Regions from separate parts of the Mus musculus genome. Here regions 2, 3, 4, 5, 6 and 7 are each linked to region 1. The links are chromatin contacts, called in public Hi-C, HiChIP or PLAC-seq and promoter capture Hi-C maps. All regions are on one chromosome and are shown on one strand. The core of a region is the stretch at or near the end of the contact, and the rest is flanking DNA. Distances in the headings are between cores, read along the strand shown.

What was found. Promoter capture Hi-C pulls out the DNA fragments that hold promoters and counts their contacts. Hi-C and Micro-C count contacts between places; a contact is called where the count stands out from the background. HiChIP or PLAC-seq counts read pairs in DNA pulled down with a chosen protein or histone mark. Capture Hi-C pulls out chosen DNA fragments and counts their contacts.
Region 2: an H3K27ac HiChIP or PLAC-seq map of trophoblast stem cells shows a contact between it and region 1, with 2.9 times the contacts expected there. The contact joins the enhancer-like site here to the promoter of Nrf1 in region 1. A contact is called at or near these places in 7 of 115 datasets of contacts at active chromatin or transcription factors (bone marrow-derived macrophages, extraembryonic endoderm stem cells, large pre-B cells and 4 more) and 2 of 9 other capture datasets (adipose tissue and liver).
Region 3: a contact with region 1 is called in a promoter capture Hi-C map of adipose tissue, with 2.9 times the contacts expected there. The contact joins the promoter of Klhdc10 here to the promoter of Nrf1 in region 1. A contact is called at or near these places in 2 of 484 Hi-C or Micro-C datasets (CD4 T cells and natural killer cells), 3 of 115 datasets of contacts at active chromatin or transcription factors (bone marrow-derived macrophages, large pre-B cells and memory CD8 T cells) and 3 of 9 other capture datasets (adipose tissue, liver and pancreatic islet).
Region 4: a Hi-C map of CD8 T cells shows a contact between it and region 1, with 1.8 times the contacts expected there. The contact joins the enhancer-like site here to the promoter of Nrf1 in region 1. A contact is called at or near these places in 10 of 39 promoter capture datasets (the C10 cell line, the HPC-7 cell line, embryonic stem cells and 6 more), 2 of 15 datasets of contacts at CTCF or cohesin (large pre-B cells and pro-B cells), 9 of 484 Hi-C or Micro-C datasets (the Ba/F3 cell line, CD4 T cells, CD8 T cells and 4 more), 16 of 115 datasets of contacts at active chromatin or transcription factors (bone marrow-derived macrophages, effector CD8 T cells, embryonic stem cells and 10 more) and 3 of 9 other capture datasets (adipose tissue, liver and macrophages).
Region 5: a promoter capture Hi-C map of hippocampal neurons shows a contact between it and region 1, with 2.1 times the contacts expected there. The contact joins the promoter of Tnpo3 here to the promoter of Nrf1 in region 1. A contact is called at or near these places in 2 of 39 promoter capture datasets (hippocampal neurons and liver), 1 of 484 Hi-C or Micro-C datasets (CD4 T cells) and 1 of 115 datasets of contacts at active chromatin or transcription factors (astrocytes).
Region 6: a promoter capture Hi-C map of liver shows a contact between it and region 1. The contact joins the promoter of Smo here to the promoter of Nrf1 in region 1. A contact is called at or near these places in 2 of 484 Hi-C or Micro-C datasets (both in embryonic stem cells), 3 of 115 datasets of contacts at active chromatin or transcription factors (astrocytes, bone marrow-derived macrophages and pancreatic cancer cells) and 2 of 9 other capture datasets (adipose tissue and liver).
Region 7: a promoter capture Hi-C map of liver shows a contact between it and region 1, with 2.8 times the contacts expected there. The contact joins the promoter of Tspan33 here to the promoter of Nrf1 in region 1. A contact is called at or near these places in 5 of 39 promoter capture datasets (the 3T3-L1 cell line, 3T3-L1-derived adipocytes, fetal liver and 2 more), 1 of 115 datasets of contacts at active chromatin or transcription factors (embryonic stem cells) and 1 of 9 other capture datasets (liver).

The regions. Positions count from the first base shown.
Region 1 is chr6:30,046,644-30,049,512 of GRCm38.p6, reverse strand. Nrf1 (nuclear respiratory factor 1) reads right to left here and starts at 1,525. Exons shown (of 12, transcript NM_001164226.1): 1 at 1,400-1,525.
Region 2 is chr6:30,319,648-30,322,347 of GRCm38.p6, reverse strand. The region is part of intron 1 of 1700095J07Rik (RIKEN cDNA 1700095J07 gene); the gene reads right to left. Among named protein-coding and RNA genes, the nearest start is that of 1700095J07Rik, 16 kb to the right of the region's middle. Within about 2 kb of position 1,262, at least 40 of the 459 cell types and tissues checked have an H3K27ac peak or open chromatin away from gene starts, as enhancers often do. A contact at or near this core is called in trophoblast stem cells, where this site is marked.
Region 3 is chr6:30,400,372-30,403,272 of GRCm38.p6, reverse strand. It overlaps Klhdc10 (kelch domain containing 10), which reads right to left and starts at 1,418. Exons shown (of 10, transcript NM_029742.3): 1 at 1,123-1,418. The coding sequence starts at 1,279.
Region 4 is chr6:30,345,461-30,348,160 of GRCm38.p6, reverse strand. No RefSeq gene overlaps it. Among named protein-coding and RNA genes, the nearest start is that of 1700095J07Rik, 42 kb to the right of the region's middle. Within about 2 kb of position 1,335, at least 68 of the 459 cell types and tissues checked have an H3K27ac peak or open chromatin away from gene starts, as enhancers often do. A contact at or near this core is called in the Ba/F3 cell line, CD8 T cells, adipose tissue and 5 more, where this site is marked.
Region 5 is chr6:29,608,424-29,611,123 of GRCm38.p6, reverse strand. Tnpo3 (transportin 3) reads left to right here and starts at 1,275. Exons shown (of 23, transcript NM_177296.5): 1 at 1,275-1,758. The coding sequence starts at 1,639.
Region 6 is chr6:29,733,972-29,736,906 of GRCm38.p6, reverse strand. Smo (smoothened, frizzled class receptor) reads right to left here and starts at 1,410. Exons shown (of 12, transcript NM_176996.4): 1 at 554-1,410. The coding sequence starts at 896.
Region 7 is chr6:29,692,585-29,695,471 of GRCm38.p6, reverse strand. Tspan33 (tetraspanin 33) reads right to left here and starts at 1,258. Exons shown (of 8, transcript NM_146173.3): 1 at 928-1,258. The coding sequence starts at 1,029.

The DNA of each region.
Region 1 (2,869 bases), core at 276-2,775:
ATTTAAAAGGATCTGCCGAAGATTGGAAAAAGGACCAAAAAGGACCACTCCTCCAAGGACAAAAGCTGTCCCCATTCTCCTACAGAGCACTGTCCCAACTGACAGGTTCACTCCCACCAACTTTCTCCAATAAATGGAGATTTAAACACTAAAATGGAAGTTTTGCTTTGCCTACTTAAAAAAAAAAAAAAATCGGCCCAACCGATACCAACTCTAACATAAGCCATCATCAGTACAAGATACTTTAATGGCAGGGAAGATGGGGATGACCTGCTAACAGCTCCTCCAACTGGTCAGAGCAGATAGCCTTTGAAGCTCTAACAACATTAATGTATGTTTAACATTTTCAAGTTCTGGTGGGTAGTCAGATGCACCGAACAAAGTTTGGGGCCAGCAGCAACGACACAACAGGTGAGAAACAGTGGACATCACTACAGAACATGCAATGGCAAACCCACGAATCCACGAAAGCCTGGGAGATGTGGGAGAGAATCAAGCACAAGACCACCCCAGACCCCCTGTTTTATCCGAGGCAAAGGCTCCGTTCCTTCTTAAGGGGTGCGCCACCTCCCCCTCCTGTCCCCCGGAGACCACCACGCCAGTCCCAGGAAGAACCCAGGCCCCTCGGTGGGTATCTCCGCCGGAGAGGAAAAACACAATGTCGCTCCTTATTTCTGCGTACAAAAGGACTTTGCGCCCTCCTCCTCCTCCTCGAACTGCCGCCTAGGCGCCTCCTCACAACTTGCAAGAAGGTGGGCAGCGCGCCATATTCAGCGCCCCCCAGTCCACCTGGGTAACCATCCCACGCCACCCCGGCGGGAGGGAAGCTTCGGAGGTCGCCCGGCCGAACCACCAGCCTCCTCTCCCGCCAGAGACAGCCACTCCCGCGCCCCGCCCGGCCGCACCGAGCCACCGGCGGGCCAGAGCCGGGAAGAGCCGAGGGGGCGAGCGCCGAGCCGCCGCTCCGGTCCCGCGCAGCCCACCCACCTCCCGCTCCCGGGCCCGGCGCGCTCTCCCGGGCCGCCGGCTCCCGAGCCCGCAGAAGGAAGACCAGGCCCGGGGTTCCACGGCGCGGAGGAGGCCGCGGCCGGGAGAACCCGAGGCGGTAGGGGAGGCCGGAACCCTGGGGCTCTCGGGAGGGCAGCCGCCTCCCTACCGAGCCCGCCAGGACGCCCGGGGCCTAGTGCGGCCTGCGCATCCTCGGGGTGGCGGTTTGGCTGGGCCGGGCCCGGGCCCGGGCCCCCCGCCCCAGGCAGGCCGAATCCGGCGGGGGCCCAGGCCCCGAGCCGGGGGCGGCAGGGTGCCGGCTGCGGGGCGGGCCGGCCGGCCGGCGGGCGGGCGGCGTGTTGCGGCTGCGCCGGGGCTGAAATAGCTGGAGATTGCGCGGTAGGGCACTCACCTCAGAGCGGCTGCGCTACCGTGGGCCTGCGCCGTGGAGACTGCGACCGCGCCGGCTCCTCGCAGCCTCCTGCCACCAGCGGCAATGGCGAGCGCTGCCGCCTCTGCCGCCGCCGCCGCCGCCGAGGAGGGGGAGGGGAGGGAGGAGGCACGCACGCGACGCACGGCTCGGCTTCCCCGCCCGGAGACCGCCATGATGGCGAGGCCAGCACGGCTCTGCGGCTCCGGGGAGGGGGCTCTCGGCGGCGCTCTCTGAGACCCCCGGCCGCCTCGTCGGCCTCTGGTGCGGCTCGGCAGCGCTGGCCGGGGCCCGGACCAGGAGGGCAACCGGCTGAGCAAGTCGCGGACGCGGCGGCGAAGTGGTTCATGCCGCCCAAGATGGTTGCTAATCCGAAGGAGCCCTCCGCTCGGAGCCGAGCGCGGGGAACTGAGACCTCCGCTCCAAAGCGGCTCCCCCACATTTTACTCGGCGCGCCTTTGCGTAGTCGCCTCGACCCCTCTCTGAAATGCGCTTTGTTTCTCTGTTTCAAAGCCCCAACCAGATCTGTAAACGGGGAACTTTGGTACAAAGCAATATGGTAATTTATTCTCTCGTTCCTTAGACCAACATTTCTAAAGGGCCCCTTTCCGTACTGGATGCTGTTATGGGTGCTCCGAAGTGCACCTGTTAGCAAACCAAGGCTCTATTTAATAAAAATAAAAAAGTAAGTTCTTGCCCTTGCTTTCTCGGCGCTTAGATGAAGCAATAGGGTATCCTAGTATGCCTAACAAGTGAGCAGACAGTGGGAAAATGAAAGGTTGGGGACATGGGGTAGTTTGGGTTGCTTTTGTTATGTCATCAGGAGCCCCCATCAGAACCACCGGGAGTCCCAGCTCCAACTGAAACCTAGAATCTGCATTTTTAACACTTCTGGGAGATTTAATGTGCACTAGATAAATGCCCCACATGGTGTCAGAAAACAGCTTAACAAATAAGCAAACATTTTTTTAATTGGATACCTTTGTCTTATGTAGTTTTTTTTTTTTTTTTTTTTTAGTCCAAGACAGGATTTCTCTGTGTAGACCAGGCTGTCCTGGAACTCACTCTGCAGACCAAGCTGACCTCCAACCCAGAGATCATCTGCCTCTACCTCCCCAGTGCTGGGATTAAAGGCGTGTGCCACCACTGCCCAGCTTAACTGAATGCCTTTTTCCCTTAACGGTTTCTTTTCTCTTCCTTCCTTCCTTACTTCCTTCCTTTCTTTTTTTTTCTTTTTCCTTTTTTTTGGTTTTTAGAGACGGTTTCTCTGTGTAGCCCTGGCTTGGCTGTCCAAGAACTCTGTAGACCAGGCTGGCCTCAAACTCAGAAATCTGCGTGCTTCTGCCTCCCCAGTGCTTGGATCAAAGGCGTGCGCCACCACTGCCTGGCACCCTTAATGTTTTCTAAATCAAACCGATATCACTGTCACTACCCATCCCTGTAGGAATAATG
Region 2 (2,700 bases), core at 13-2,512, 270 kb before region 1:
GAATTTGCTACCATACCTGACTTTATATCTTTCTGGCAATAAAAACCCAGAGCTTTAAGCATGCTCAAATGCTCCACCAACTGAGCCACATCCCCAGCCCTCCTTGACTTACTTATTGATCATCATTGGGAAGCAAATCCTTGAACGCTAATTGGAAAGAGTCCCTATCAATGATAAACAAAGACACAGCTATGTACGACTTAGACATAAAATTGTCCCACCTGGGTGAATTTCGGGCAAGGGGAGAGCTCTATCATACAGTCAGGGGCAGACTTCTCAGAGAAGGGAACTATCAAGGAAATGCATTTACCTGTCAAAGGCAGAGTCAGTCCCACAGTGAGGGAAGAGAGCGGGAGTGGGAACAAATGCTACTGAGTTGAATTCCTCAAGCACTGGAAACTCCAGCACTGCATAGGAGACGAGGGAAGGCGGGGGAAACTATATATATTTAGCCGAGTGTGGTAGTGTAATCTTACACTTGGGATGCAGAGGCAGGCAGATATCTGTGAGTTTGGGGCCAGCCTGGTCTACAGAGTGACTTCTAGGACAACCAAGGCTACACAGAGAAACCCTGTCTTGAAAAAAACAAAATAAATAAATAAATAAATAGAAATTTAAAATAAGAAAGAAAAGAAAAAATTAAAAGCAGTTGTAGTTGGGTTTGTTGTTGTTGTTTGTCTGTCTGTCTGTTTTTTTGTATTGTCTGTCTGTCTGTGTTTTTGTATTGTGTTGCTTTTGAGACTGGATTTCACTCTGTAGTCCAGACAAGCCCAGAATTCACTTTGTAGCCCAGGGTAGCCCATGGTGATCCTCCTACCTCAGCTCAAGTGCTGGGCTTACAGGGAAAGTATCACACTCAGCTGTTTTTCTTTCAGAGTCTGGCTTTCCCCCAGCAGTGATTTTTTTCTCTGTCTCAGGGTTAGGAAGGAAGGACAAAGGCTCTGTAAAGTAGGGCCATGCATGCCCTTGGTCTGGTAAGTTTGGAGGGCCATCTTGGAGTCCCTCTGAAATAGTTTTTAAAACACTTCCTCCAGTTTGTTGGCCTTGTAAGGGTGTGGCAGACATGCAGATGAATGTCACACAATGCTCCCAAGGCTAAGCGAGGAGCATGGCCACTCCAGGACCTCAGGAGGAAGCGAGTCACTCCAAGAGCAGTAAAAGAAGTCAAAGGGGAGGTGGGACTGGGGTAAACTGTGCCCTGGAGACCTTGCCTTGCCCCTCCTGCCCTGGAGACAGGAATTCACAGCAACCACTGCAGCCCTCGCTCCTCCCTACGAGGATTTGCAGTAGAAATCAGAAGTGTAACAGAAAACCACAGACACAAGGGGATATGGGGCAGGCAGGAGTTTTAACTGGCTGATAATTATGGGGAACCAATACCAGCTTTGCCTGGGGTCCTGAGCACCCCTCTCCCTCGAGTGTTTCAGAAGCTTTTGGGTAAGAAGTTTGGGAGGTTATCCCTCACCAAAGGCACTGGGCAATGCCCCCGGCCAAATGAAGCCCAGGCCACCCAGATGTGTTGGAATCCCTCCTCACTGTAAAATCCTTCCATCCCAGAAGACTTCCCTCTCAGGAAATCAAAATCCAAGCCACGCCTTTGGGGAACAGAGCCTCCAAGGAAGGCAGAGAATCACTCCCCTGAAAACCAGTCTCCCAGGGGAGGAGGCAGGCCTGGGGCCCAGGTGTCTTTCCAGAAAACAAGGACCATCTAGAGGGTCTGAGGTGGCAGGGGAGCAGGCCCGAGGGAATGTTAGCAGGTAATTTAGGGAAGGGCTTCGCAGTCTCCATGCTACTTCTGAGGCAAGGAGACATCAACAATGAAGGTATAAACGAAACGGCTTGGGATTTATTTTTCTCGGGCACATAATACTTGTACATATTTATGGTCACACTGGGAAGATCTCTCTTAGGACTAGTGTACCATTTCCATTTCCTCAAACCTTGCTTTTCATTTGTTTACTTATTTATTTTTCTTTTGGGGCTTTGTTTGTTTTTGTTTGTCTGTCTTAGCTTGTGTTGAGACAGGGTCTCATGTAGCTCAGGCTGGCCTCAAACGAGTTAAATGGCAGAGGATGATCTTGGACTCCTGCTCCCCTGCTCCCCCACCTCCTAACTGCTGGGATTACAGGCCACCAGTCTACTTCCAGTTTGTTTTACTTATGTATCTATGTGTTTGCCTATCGGGAAGTTCTCAACAACTGAGAAAAGTCCCCAGCCCATTTTTTACTTTTTATTTTGAAATAGGGCATCATTAACTGGCCCAAGCTTGCCTTGAACTGTCTCTGTATCTGTATCCCAGGCAGCCCTTGAATTTGAATCTTCCTGAATAGCTTGGAGTGTCATGCCTGGCTCTTTTGATTTTTATTTGTTTTATTTGTCTTTGACACAAAGAAGCATGTAACACAGGCTGATTTTGAACTAGGTTGCAGAGACTAGTTTTTAATTCCTTAAGCCTCAGGCCTTTGAACCTCAGCCTCCTCCATGATGGGATTACACATGCGCATCACCAGCCACCAGATCTGGTTTTTCTTTTCTTTTCTTTTCTTTTCTTTTCTTTTCTTTTCTTTTCGCTTCGCTTCTCTTCTCTTTCTCTTTCTCTCTCTTTCTCTCTCTCTCTCTCTCTCTCTCTGTTTGTTTTTTCAAGACAAGGTTTCTCTGTGTAGTCCTGGCTGTCCTGGAACTCACTCTGTAGACCAGGCT
Region 3 (2,901 bases), core at 169-2,668, 350 kb before region 1:
ATCAAAAACCATATCACAAATATTAGTAATTATCTCTCTGAATAAGTAAAATCCCCTTTGTTATCTTTAAATTAATCAACTGATTTTTTTTACCACCTAGAAGAACAAGTCACAATAGTAAACACAATTCAGAAACAATCAGGTTCTCAAAACATCTAAACAAATATACCACTGATACAATCAACTTAACACTAGTCACACATACACAAAAAAACATGGCGAAGGTCTAGTACATCATTCCTGACAATTCTCTTCACGGTGAAAAAAAAAAAAAAACACGACTGCCCAATAAAATGATTTAGCATTCTGTGCATGATTTAATTCTCTACCTTTTAACAGACTGAAAATTTGTAAACGTACGCTTTTTACAACTGTTTACACACATACCTACATGACTTTGTTTTGTTTTTTTTAAAACATGTGAACTCAAAGACCATGAAATTTTTAGCAGTAGGTATATTTTTCCAATTTTCAGTTTTGATACCGGGATCACATCCTTTCGTTTCTTTATATTCATGATCTTCATTTCCCCCTTTTAAAATCTAGTCACCATTACCCATTCTGTCTCTGTACATCCCCAAATATTACTGATTCAACCATTTCCCTTAATCTTTTTTATTTTCTTTCCCATATACTCCCTAGCCAACACACACACACATACATACATACACACACACACTTTCACATGCTCATTCCATTTCAAAATATCCAACTCTGACACAGTTGGTTGGCTTTTTTTTTTTCCTTTCAAACAAAATCACTTCTATATTGCTCTCCTCTCCTTAATTTGGCACTCCTTTTGAAATAATTTTCCACAGTTAAACACCAATGTCTTTCTTTCACAACATCCATCCGCGGAAGAGGAAAAGATTAAGAACCGGGCAAGCGAAACATTTGGGAATGTCAAAGAGACAGCGGCCTCTCGGTCGGGAGGAAAATACAACTCTCCTCCCCGAGCTGTCGACACAGCGAGACTTCTCTTCGGCGTGCTCCGGTTCCCCTCCTGACCTCAACGCCACCTTCCTGCTGCTCTGCTTCCCTGTCCTCCCTCGGCTGTGTGTCCGAGGGGCAGCAGAGCCCGGCGACCGCCACCTTCTCGCCGGCAGCGGCCCCACCACTCACCTGGCAGGTGCGGCCGTCCCGAGAGCTGCACGAATCGGTTGAGCTGTCCGGTGCCCCGACCCCCGCCGGCCGCGCCGGCCCCGCTAACCCCGCTGGCCCCGCCGGCCGCGCCTCCTCCCCGCCGGCGGTTCCGGTCCCAGCCCTGGGCAGCCGACATGGCCCGCTAACGATTGCCGCAGCCCGGTCCCGGCAAGCCCCTGCCCCGGCAGCGCGAGCCGAGCCTCCTTCCCGGGCTCCTCAAGAGACCCGGGAGACGGGGGCCGGGGTAGCGCCGGGCTCTCCAGCAACCAATGGCTGGCCGCCTTGGTGACAGTGGACCAATGGGCAGTCTCTTTCTTGGCAGGTGGAGGGAGGCGGGGAGAGACGTGGTAACCATAGCTATAGCTAAAAGAGATGGGGGGAGAAAAGGCGTAAGCAGACGCTCAGAGAGCGCATCGATTCCCGGAGCTCGCCCGCTTCTCCGGGATGCTGGGGGCTCAGACCAGATAGTCGAAGACCGAGCGGGGAGGCTACGCCAGAGGAGACTCCCAAGCAGGGTCGCTGCCTCAGCATGGTCGATACTCCGGAATTCTGTCCCATAAGCACTGCATTTAGAAACATCATAGGTACACAATGCATGTACTTGGTGTTGGTACATCTGTCTGCAGTTCTGCAAACTGAGCCCCGGTCTGCGGACTGTTGCCACACACAAAGGGCTCACGGGAGGTGGGGGCAGGGGGAGGAGTCAGATGAAATCTAAAAAACTCCTGGCTTTCATCATTTGTTTTGTCTCACGGTGGCACTGCCGGGACCCTTCCCCTGCAAAAGCCACGTCAAGAGCAAACAGCTTTAAACCCGATTAGCAAATACCGAAAACTGTTCGATATTAGAGTAATCATAGAAACACAAGTGAAAATTTCAATAAGAAAATCTTTCAGGCATCAGTGAAGATCTTTATTTAAACACGCGGCTTGTGTATGCCTGCCAAGAAAAAAACAATAGAAAAAGATACTCTCTTAGATGACACACGATCAAGTAAATGTTTTACTCACACACACACACACAAACAATCCACCTCAATTGTCTTACAATATACACAGTTAACGATAGAAAATGGAACGGACGATGTGATTTTAAAATGTAAATATCAGAAATTCCCATCGTTTCAAAATTAAACCGAAAATTTGGCTTTGAAGTTGGGGAGGCGCAGTGCACAGTGGGAAAATGCAGATACACATTGCTGTTTCCAAATAAGGAAAAAAAACATAAATTTCTCAAGGGAAACAAAACCTTTCAAGATCTAATCTGATGGACTGCTGACCCCCTTGATGTTTCACACATGAGAACCTCACATGTTGGATTTTTTTTTTTTTTAAGGAGTGGGGTGGAGAAGGAGAAAGTGCTGAGACCAGAAGTCTCCTTTGATCTCAGTGAGCAAATTTCATGTCGTCATGAAATTTTGGTTTTTTGTCTCCACACCCAGTTTCTGTAGGAAAAGAAGTATTTTTATCCATTATGCATTATGATACAGTTTATTGAAATGTTTGACATCTGATAAAAAGAAAACCCATGGAGCTGGGGATGAAGGTAGCTCAGTTGCTTAAAATACTTGTCTAGCACCAAAGGTACAGTCTCCTGCCACAGTATAAAACTCAGCATGGTGACACACTCTTGTAATCCCCAACCGAGGATGGTGGCAGAAAGATCAGGCATTCAAATCCAGCCCCACTCAGATAGATACATTACAAGTTCAAGGCCAACCTTAGCGGCATAAAATCCAGACTCAACAACAACAAAAAC
Region 4 (2,700 bases), core at 86-2,585, 300 kb before region 1:
GCTGTTTTTCACATCTGAACCATCTCTCTAGCCCTTCAACAGGGTTTCTCTGTGACCCCTGGCTGTCCTGGGACTCACTCTATAGACCAGGGTGGCCTGGAACTCCGAGAGATCCATGTGTGTCATCACTGCTGGACAAACAAGCACTTTTGTTGTTTTTTTGAGACAAGGTGTCAGGGAGTCAAAGTCAACATGTAACAAAGGCTGACCCTGAGCCTCCTTCCTGCTGCTCCTCACTTCCCAAATGCTGAGATTACAGACAAGTATGTAATCCTGGCTCACCACTGATGTTGTAGTCAATTAAAAAAATTATTTATTTGTGTGTGTGCAGGTATAAGATCAGAGGATTATTTATAAGAGTTAGTCCTCTCGTAGCTTGTGAGTTCCAGGAATTAAAAGCAGGCCATCAGGCAGGGCAGCAAGCACCTTTTACTGGCTGAGCCAGCTCATTGGTCCTTTTGGTTTTCTTTGTTCTGTTTTTGAGACAGAATCTTGCTATCTAGCTCTGTGTGGTCTGGCACCTACAGTGGTTCCGCCTGCCTCTGCCTTTCTCTTGCTGCGATCACGTGAAGGTGTGAACCTCCATGCCCAGCTAGATTACATTGTTGACTGAAATATTCAATAAGTAACAACATAGCCTGCATGAGATTCCACACACAGAGACACATAGTATCTTTTAATGAGACAGTCTTTGTTCTGTCACCATCTTGCCCTGATCACACCTACTCTGCTCTGATCTTAGAAGCTAAGCAGGGTCCACACTGGATAGTACTCAAATGGGAGACATAGATTTTGTTCTCTTGGTTAAGATGTCTAATCTCTTTTCCCTGTTATTATCTGCCCTTTTGTGATTATGAGTAATTTGTGGCAAATTAGTTTGAGTCTACATGAGTGTCCCATTTCTCACGTGGGCCCCCTCCCTGATTCTGCATCCAATGACCTGGATCAATTTTTCCTAAGATGTGTCTTTGTTGCTACTATTACCTGTGGCCCAAAGCTTTCATACCAACATATCTTATAAAATGTTTGTTATGAAAAATATGCAGCCTGGTCCTTTTAAAACAGAGCTCAGACGATGTTTTTGGGATCTCAACTATGGCTAGGGAGGGGCTTGGCCTCCACGTGAATGGTAGCATTAGCTGTGGCTTTCTTGCTGGCTGCAGGCCCGGGACCTTGTGACAGACAGGACTAGAACACACCGAGGCTTCCCAGTGAAAACCTTGGCACCCTCTCACGAGCTCTGTTCTTTGTGTTCTCACATGTTCTAGCCCAGGCTTGTATGGCTCACCACCCTTTCTCACAGATTCCTGGATGTTTCCACCTGGACATCCTGTTGTCACCTCAAACTTAGCAGAAGCCACATCCCATTTTCTGTCTAGGTTGTCATAGTTACAATGGTTACAAAGACTGGAAGCCTCAGCGATAACTTTTATATACCCACTGAGTCATCTCTCCAGCCTTCTTTTCTTTTCTTTTTCTTTCTTTTTTTTTTTTTTTTTTTTTTTTTTCAGCAGGATCTCACTGGATCCTGGTGTGGTTAGCCAGGAACTCTCAATCCTCCTGCCTCAGCATCCCCAGTACTGGGATTGTCTGTTTTGTTTTAACAGCTTTTAGGAGATGGCTGATCTTCCCAAACACACTCAGCAGAGCTTTGATCTAGTGACTTTTTTTTTTTTTTTTTTTTTGAGACAGGGTTTCTCTGTAGACTCACTCTGGAACTCACTCTGTAGACCAGGCTGGCCTCGAACTCAGAAATCTGCCTGCCTCTGCCTCCCAAGTGCTGGGATTAAAGACATGCGCCACCACACCCAGCTGATCTAGTGACTTTTAAACGTCCCTTTGTGTCCCACTCCCTATTTCATTGGTGACCATCCCTTCGGGACTCAGCACCACTCCCAACTTCAAAGCAGCTCACAGTTCTGAAATCTATAGGATTTCCTTTCAATGATGAAGGCACAATTATTTTCTGCTCACATGTCAGCTGACAATGCTAGTCTACGACAATGGTCAAAAAAAAAAAAAAATGTGGACTCTGGGGCTGGGCATTATGTCTGTGATCCCAGCTCAGAAGGCTGAGTCAGGAGGATTGTCATAAGTTCAGGGCCAGCTTGAGCTACATAGTAAGTATCGGGCCAGCCAAGACATCTTCTTTAAAAAATAAATAAATAAAAATAAAGAGAGTGAGACTATGCCGGGGCCTAGCAAACACAGAAGTGGATGCTCACAGTCAGCTAATGGATGGATCACAGGGCTCCCAATGGAGGAGCTAGAGAAAGTACCCAAGGAGCTAAAGGGATCTGCAACCCTATAGGTGGAACAACAATATGAACTAACCAGTACCCCGGAGCTCTTGACTCTAGCTGCATATGTATCAAAAGATGGCCTAGTCGGCCATCACTGGAAAGAGAGGCCCATTGGACACACAAACTTTATATGCCCCAGTACAGGGGATCGCCAGGGCCAAAAAGGGGGAGTGGGTGGGTAGGGGAGTGGGGGTGGGTGGGTATGGGGGACTTTTGGTATAGCATTGGAAATGTAAATGAGCTAAATACCTAATAAAAAATGGAAAAAAAAAAGAGATTGAAAAAAAAATGGAATGCCACTCCCAACTGGGTGTGTGTTGGAGGCCTTCCTTAAAAAAAAAAATAAAAAATAAAAAATAAAGAGAGTGGTCTCTGGTATCAACATCTCTGACATCAA
Region 5 (2,700 bases), core at 26-2,525, 440 kb after region 1:
TAGAGAACCCACACTCAATTCTCAGGATCTATATAGCAGCTCACACGGTAACTCCTCCAGGACCAAGTTGCACATGCATAAATATGTAGGCAAAACACTCATACACATAAAAATAAGTCTTTAAAACTATTTCATTAGAGCTGGGCGTGGTGGCGCACGCCTTTAATCCCAGCACTCGGGAGGCAGAGGCAGTCGGATTTCTGAGTTCGAGGCCAGCCTGGTCTACAGAGTGAGTTCCAGAACAGCCAGGGCCCTCTACACAGAGAAACCCTGTCTCGAAACAAACAAACAAACAAACAAACAAATAAGCAAACCAAAACTATTTCATTAAAAAAGGACTTATTTTGGAAGGTTGTTAATCTTTCACTACATTACATTACATTACACATGGTCAGCCTTCATTAGATACTAACAGTTATTTTTAGTGAAGCAGCAATATTGGGAAACTGGCATGTTAACTGAGGATTGCTAGACAGTTGATTTTGTTTGTCATTTATTTATTTATTTGTTAATTATTTTCTGAGACAAGGTCTCTTTGTGTATTCCTGGCTGTCCAGGAACTTGCTCTGTAGACTAGGCTGGTCCAAACTCAAGAGTTAGGCCTGCCTCTGACTCCAGAGTGCTGGGATTAAACCTGTCTGCCATCACCGCTTGGCTGTTTTTTTTTTTTTTTTTTTTGGTTTTTTTTTTTAAAGAGACAGAGTTCCACGTATTAGAGGCTGGTCTTGAATTCCTCCTGATGGTGTTGTGGCTAACTTCCAAGAGCTGAGATTACAGGCTCTCTTCCTTTCTTTCTTTCTCTCTCTCTCTCTCTCTTTCTTTCTTTTTTTTTTTTTTTTTGAGACAGGGTTTCTCTGTGTAGCCCTGGCTGTTCTGGAACTCTGTAGACCAGGCTGGCCTCGAACTCAAAAATCCGCCTGCCTCTGCCTCCCGAGTGCTGGGATTAAAGGCGTGCGCCACCACGCCCGGCTGAACTGATGTTTCTTAAACACTCCTTGGAGACGGGTGAAGAAGTAGGAACCGGGAGGAAAGACTTTGGATTCCTTGCTGACGAGATAAGATTTGGTCAGGAACGTTAAGAGTAGCCAGACTTGAAGCTCAAATAAAGACTTACGCACCTAGGAGACTGACTACCTTGTGCCTACTTCCCCTTGGTTCTCCTAGTCCGGCAGGGTCACTTCCGGGAGGAGGCGGGGGAAACAAGAGGAGGCGTGCCGGGAAGGAGGCAGTTTGTGGTGCACCAGGCGGAAGTGTGCCAAAGTCTACGGACGGCCACTTCCGGCCCGGGGAAGCCCTGCTTCGGCTCGCTGCGTGGTTCGTGTCATGCGGAGGTAGGCCTCTGCGAGCAAGGCGGGAGGTGCAGAAGCCAGAACCCGTGTCCGGACTCGAGAGTCTGCGATTCTGGCGGGAAGACAAGACAAAAAGGAGGCAGGAACCTGAAAGCGACCTCTCCGCTGTTTCCGAGGGGGCAACTTCCACGAGGAACCCCCCTTCCCTGGTAACGGCCAGAAAGGAGGAGATGGCGCCAGTCAGGGAGCGGCTGTGGCCGAGACAGTGAGGACGCTTGAAGGCAGAGCAAGCGGAAGCCTAGGGAGGAGTATCGGGCTCTTTGCTGTCATCGCCGCCGCTCCCGCCAGCATGGAGGGAGCCAAGCCAACCTTGCAGCTCGTGTACCAGGCGGTGCAAGCGCTTTACCACGACCCGGATCCCAGCGGAAAGGAGCGCGCCTCGTTTTGGCTTGGGGAGCTGCAGCGTTCGGTGAGGTTCGGGGAGAGTCCGTTCTGAGCCGCGCGGGACCAGGGCCGAGTGGGATGGGATGGTTCTCCGCTTGAGTGGAGCGCTTGGCAGTGGGAGATCCTCTTTCCGAAGGAGCTGGTGCCGCGGGGTGGGGCTGAGCAGCCACAGATGTGCTGCCTTTCGGAAACCAGTGGCAACTGATTGGTCACGAACGGGCCCTTTCCCTCGTCTGTGGAATCCGTTTTGTAGTTCTGTACGTCTCGCTTGTGGTCTGGCTCTCCTTTAAGTGCTTTTGGTACACCTTCCGTATTCAAGAGTTGCATCTGGCAATACCTTCCCTTTGGCAGCCTTACTCACCCCTCAGTGTCCCTTGCCGATTTTCATTCGTGTTATTCTCGAAATTTCTCAGGCTTCTAGATTCGTGTTCGTACAAATTTTCTCCTCTCATTGGAGTGCAACGTAATATAAAGAAAAATTAGTTATGGTTTCAGGAAATCTTTGTAGTTCTTTTGTTTTATATCAGATTCCTACTGTATTTCTTCTGCCTGTACGTTTTTATTTGTAAGATGGCTATCATAGCTATATTAATTAGTCCATATTTTTGTGAGCATGTGGTGGAGTGTGTGTTGTATCTATCGTATTTCCACATGTTAAATTTTTGGGCTCATGTTTTTTCATTTTTTGACTCACACTTTGTATTTTCTTCCATGATTTTTCACACTCACCTTTGCTATGTTTTTATTTTTTATGAATTTTAATAGCTTGTGATTTTGCTGACAGTGTTTAGGTTTTAGTCTATGAACTGTGAAATTCTTTGAAAACTAAGGAGCCTCTTAACAGACTAAGTACCTACTTTCTTTTTCTTTTCCTTGTGTTTGGTGCTGGGGATCCAGTCCTGCCTACATCTCTAGCTCTCTCTCTCTCTCTTCACCCTTTATTCATTATTTCATTTTATACTCACAA
Region 6 (2,935 bases), core at 161-2,660, 310 kb after region 1:
CATTTTTCAGATAAGGAAACTTAAACGGGTAAAAACAAGACAAAAATCATTGGTTCCCTGGGCTGATCTAAATCAAGATTACCAGGTGGTTCGTTTGGCTTTTTAGTTACTACAAGGAGGCATTTTTTTTTTCCTTCTCAGAATGTACAAGTTTTCCTCGCCCCTTCCCTCCAAATCCTTAAATGTCTTCCACCTTCATCCTCTCTTTCTTCTCTACAACTCAGATTGCCTCAAGGTCTGAACACTGCCCAGAATCCCCATGGACTGTTGCTTCACGAATACATCTCTTCTCCCTCCTTGCATCCCCCTAACCCCATCCTTACTCGGGCTCTTTGTGACCGACTGGCTTCCCTGGTCTCTTGCCCCGACCCCTTCTCCAACACGCAGAGTCTCCTTCCCGCACGCAACCTGTCCCAAAAGTTCCGGACTCGTTTCTCCAACTATTCCGGGTGCAAGCCGCGCCCGCCCAACAGTTTGAGGCCTGAGCCTTTTCTTTCCGTCAGTGGCCGGTCCCATCACCTCCGCGTCGCAATCCCGACTCCCGCGCGCTTACCGGACCAGAGCACGAGCTTGCCGTGCGCTTCCTCCTGCGAGTCCGAGTCCCCAGCCAGCAGCGTGGTGGTGGCTCCGTAGGGCAGCGCCGAGCCCAGGCACACGTTGTAGCGCAAAGGCTCGCAGTGGGCGGCCCGGCCGCAGTGGCTCAGCAGCGGCGGCGGAGGGCTGGTCACCGGCACGTCCCTCCTCGAGCTCCCGCTGGCGCTGTGAGGCCCAGGCCCGGTCACGTTCCCGCTCAAGGCCGCCCCCCGGCCCGGGCCCCCCAGCAGTACCAGCAGCAGCAACTGCAGCAGCCTCCGGGGCGCCAGCTCGGGCCCACGCACGGGGCGGCCAGCGGCCATGGCCAAACAGCCAACTCAGCAAAAGCTGAGGCGCCCCGGAGCTCCCCGGAGTCCCCTGGCCACACACACGACCCCGGGGGCCGCGGAGGCTACTTAGGCGACCGGTGCGCCCCGAAAGTCTGGGGCCAGCTTTCGCCAGGCGCCGCGCGCGTCCGGGCCCCTCGACTCCCAACTTTGCAAACTTTGGAACCCGGGCCCCATGTTGAGCAGCGCAGGCCCGGGCCAGGATGCACAGACCCCGGACTCCCTGGCCTGGAGATCGAAGCTGTCTTCAACCCTGGGAACCCTCCGGGGCCCCGATCTCCAGCCCCATTCCCTCTCCCACCATTAAAACCGACTCCCAGCCCCTCGATGGAGGCCAGGCGCCGGCCGGGGGGGGGGGGGGGGTGCGGGAGTGGGTCCCCGGCTCCGCCCCCACGCCAGCCCGCGGCCCAGCAGCCACCTCCGCGCGAGCGCGCCGCAGCCCCCTGAGCTCTCCCTGCCGACTACCGGGCTCCTTTGTTGCTCTAGCTGGCCCTGCTCTCTGGAATGCACGGGCCTCGCGGAGCCAAGCCCGGCCCCCCCATCCGCGGAGGCTGGGGGAGGGCCCGAGCGAAGAAAAGCAAGGGGAGAGTCAGACGCTGGAGAGGAGGAGCCCCAGCTTTGGCGGCCTAAATGCCCGAAGGGGCTGGGGTGGGGGTATTCGGGAACCTTCACCCTACAGAAGACCCTCGCGGGGGGGGGGGGGGGGGGGGATGCGTGCAAGTTGTGTCCCAGAGGCACTTGACTGAATCTTTAGTTGGTCCTAAGGTTGTTTGACGTGACTTTTAGGAGAGGACATTTCTCTCAGTTTAGGGTGGCAGGGGGATGCCTAAAGCAGGCAAGAGTTTTCACTCCATTCCTGCCCAATTCCCCAGCCCTACCAATCTTTTCTTGCTTTTTGTTAGTTAGATCTTTCTCAACTTTACCTAGAACCCTGGTGGAGAAGAACCGGAGTTTGGGGGTTTTGCTTCTTTAAATTCTTCCTGCTCGAGATATATATGGGGAAATAACCTCGGAGTCACTCAGAGTAGCTGCTGTTACCTGTGGGGACAGATGTCTATCCTGAGAACATGTCAACACCAAGCCTTTATCGCTCAGGTATGTCAGGGCTGGATGGACTGTGATTTCCATCAACTGTCCCTGATGCACCTTCGGGTTTGTCCGCAGGAAACTAGTCCATCTTGGATGAATACCTGTGGCCCAGCTGCCTCATGAAGTTTCTGTCGTTCCCTTCTCCACTCAGTTCTTCTTTCTTTCTCTCTTTCTTTCTTTCTTTCTTTCTTTCTTTCTTTCTTTCTTTCTTTCTTCCTTCCTTCCTTCCTTCCTTCCTTCCTTCCGTCAGTTCTTTCTTTCTTGCAGCTTCTTTAAGTCACAGCTCCCCTAAGCAAGTCTCCCTCAACGGCTAGGAGACTGGACTGAATGAACCTTGAGTAACTTTTCCTTGTTGACGGACAACTCAATAGCATAGCTTTTCATTTCTTGTTTCTGTAAGAATAGCTCACAGTCAGCCAGATATAGATCGTTTCTGTTATCTCTGTTGTTTAAGAGCAAATTGACTCCTACACTTCAGATACATGCTTAATTGGTACCCAAGTCTCCAGAACTATGTGAGGAATCTAATTCAATTTGGGGGCTCATTTTGTGTTTTAATTTTATTCTTGTTGGTGTGATAAAATATCCTGACATAGCAACTATAAGGCTAAAAGGATGTATTCTGGACTCACAATTCTAGGTCATAGTCCATCATTGTGGAAAACCTTAGACAGGGACCTTAGCTGGTTGCATCCACAATCAAGAGCAGAGAGAAATGAATACATGCATGCTTACTGGTACTCAGCACCTTCTCTGTACTTAACACAGTCCCGGATCCCCTGTCTTGGGAATGGTGCTGCCCATCACAGGCAGACCTGCCTATATCACTTAGTGTAATCAAGACAACCACCCACAGACACACCAACAGGCTGGCTTCATCTAGAGATCCTGCATGGAGATTCTCTTCCCGGAGGATTCTAGATTGT
Region 7 (2,887 bases), core at 9-2,508, 350 kb after region 1:
TTCTCTAATGGGCTCCCCCTCCCCCTGAATTCTCAGCCCTCTCCTGCCATCCCCCAATACACTGCATTAGATTTTTGCTGGGAGGAAGGGCAGGCCTGTGGACTTGAACATATTTACCCAGATCAGTCAAATCAATAAGGATGGTAGAGAGGGGACGGAAATCCAGGTGTCAGGAGCTCGGGGTTAATATTGTTTACACTTTTCCACCCCAAACAAAAGATTCTGAAAGGAGCCATAGCTTCCAGCCCAACAACAACAACAACAACAACAACAAAATCCTATTTGAATCATCTGAAGCCTGTCAGCTCCAAGTAGAGAAGCTGGTCTTGAAGAAGGTAGGGCAAAGTTTAGGGCCATGCTGGGGTACACATCGGACCTGGAGACCATTCTTAACCCTTTTCAGCCCTGACAGGAGCAGACACCCGAGGCCTGCAAAAGGGACAGATATAGTCCCTTGACACAAGCCCCTGAGGAACTGGGGCGAAGGAAGGCTTGGGGTTTCTCTTCCTTCTCTCTCCCTCCACCCCCGCCCCGCGCCCCGTATGGCCAGTCGGGCCTTCCAGCCCCCAGGCCTGAAAGTCCCTAACCATGAAATATGCCCATGGGGCTGTCCAGCCAGCTCTTTCTTTCCCCAAACCCTTTTTATTTCATGGCCTGACACAGATCCTCATCCCTGCTAAAGCTTCATCCCTGGCAGCAAGGATGATTGCCCACCTCTTAACGTCCCCTTTTGACACGGCGCCACTGTGGTTTTCCTCCCCCGGAGAAATGCCCCCAAGTGTCACCAGCTCAGAAAACTACGAAGCACCACTCGACACGCTCCTGGGCACCGGGCAGCCCAGGCCAAACCTCCCAGCCTCAGGCAGCCCCCTCGGCGCTCCAGAGATGCCCGAGAGTCCGGGTGCCCCCTGACCCCCCGAATCTCACCCAGAAGAGCATGTTGAAGAAGAAGAGCAGGTATTTCACCAGCGGGCTGACGAAGGAGAACTCGTCCCCGTAGGCAGCCGGCACGCCAGGTCTCCGCGCCATGGTCCGCCGCTGCCCCCGGGGGGCCTATCTCCCAGCGGCCACCGGCCCACCTGTGCGCCCTGCAGCCCGGGGCGGGAGCCGCGGGGCCACGGGGACCCGAACGCCGGGGCAGCCGCGCCGCGCCGGGAGCCGCCCGAACCGTGCGTCGGGGAGCCGCGCGGCCAGGGAACGGCGCCGCCGCTGAAGCCGCGGCGGGCAGCGTGAGCAGCGGAGACTCCACCGCGGCCGCAGACCAGCTTGGCCCGCCCGGCTCTCAGGAAACCGGGCCCGCCCCCCGGACGGCCATTGGTGAGGCTGCCCGAGGCTGACTTCTCATTGGTCGGCGGCCCATGTCACTAAGCAGCCAGCCATCCCTCTCCTCCGAGAGGCGGGGGAGACACCTGTTCTGTGAGGGACAACTTGCTAAAGGGTCAGTGGTTCTGCTTCTGCCCGCCTAGACGGAAAGCCTGCAGGCTGCAGCTGCTTAAGGGAAAAAGAATGAGGAAAAGGAATGTTTCCTGCATCCCACACCCACGTCCTCTGCCCAGTTGCTGTGCACGCACGCAAACACACGTACGTTAAAATCAACAAGTACGCACTTTGTGTGTTGAGCAATTCGTTAAACGCTGTGGGAATAGAAAAGAAGGTTGATCCTCAGGGATCAAGACAATAAAATCAGAGTGACAAATGACAGGTACTAACAACCAGAAAGAGAAGAATAAATACCCCTGCTTAGCAATCAAATACTTTAAATGCTCGTTTTAAAAGCCTCATAACCTAACAGTGGAATTCTCAAACCATCCTTTTCTCTCATTACCGTCCAACCTCTCTATCCAAACCCTCTCAGAACGTTTGTTTACGTGGAGACACCGGTTTTTTGTTTTTAATTTTGTTTTGTTTTGTGTTTGGCATGTTAATAGGATATGCACAGATTGACTCCCAAGTACAATGTGGTGTACATTGTACTAGCTACACAAGTACGATTTTAACCTGGGGAGGAGTCTGATTTTGCCATCAATAGCGTGATTCCCCAAGCTACACTTTTTGTAACGTTGAGTGGGAAAACTGCAGCGTAAGGCATTGATCAAATAAGAATCTGTTAGTGCATGCAAATGACTTACACGGAGATGGCTGATAAGGGGGCTCACTAAAATGTGGTACTTTCACTCCTTTAAAAGATTCTTTTAAAATGTGTGTGTGTGTGAGTGTGTGTGTGTGTGTGTGTGTGTGTGTGTGTACCACTGTGCACACAGGTGCTGATGGAAGCCAGAAAAGGATGTCAGATCCCCAGGAACTGGAGTTACCGGGATTTGTGAGCTCCTTAAGTCAGTGCTGGGAACTGAACTTTGGTCCTCTGTAAGAGCAACAAGTGCTCTTAATAACTGAGCCATATCTCTAGCCCTGGTATTTTGTTTCAATAGGATTCAAAATCCAGTGTGGAAATACAATAACTGCATGAATAACTATTATGTAATTGGAAGAAGTTGAGCACCAGAAGGTGTCATGGCGGGAGAAACGAGGAGGATGAGATTTTAGAGACAGTGGGGACGTGAAATCCAGGTGGACACAAAAAGGTGTGTCGAAGCTTGGACAGATAAAAGCAAACCGCGTGTTGTGTGGAAACTAAGCCTATCACTTTTCCCGGCTTGGTGCAGCGGTGCCTGAGAATGCAGTATGTGTTCAACTGAATGGAGGCTGTAGAAGGACTTGAGATCAGATTACTGAGTTTGTGTTGAATTGATTTGGAAATAAGAGTTTTAGAGAAGGAAATGGGGTAAGATCGCTGTTTTCAGAGAGAGTTGGAAAGAGGCTGGAGAAAGTTTAATGGCAGCACTTAGGAGGAAGGGGCAGATGAATCTCTGGGAGTTCGAGGTAAACC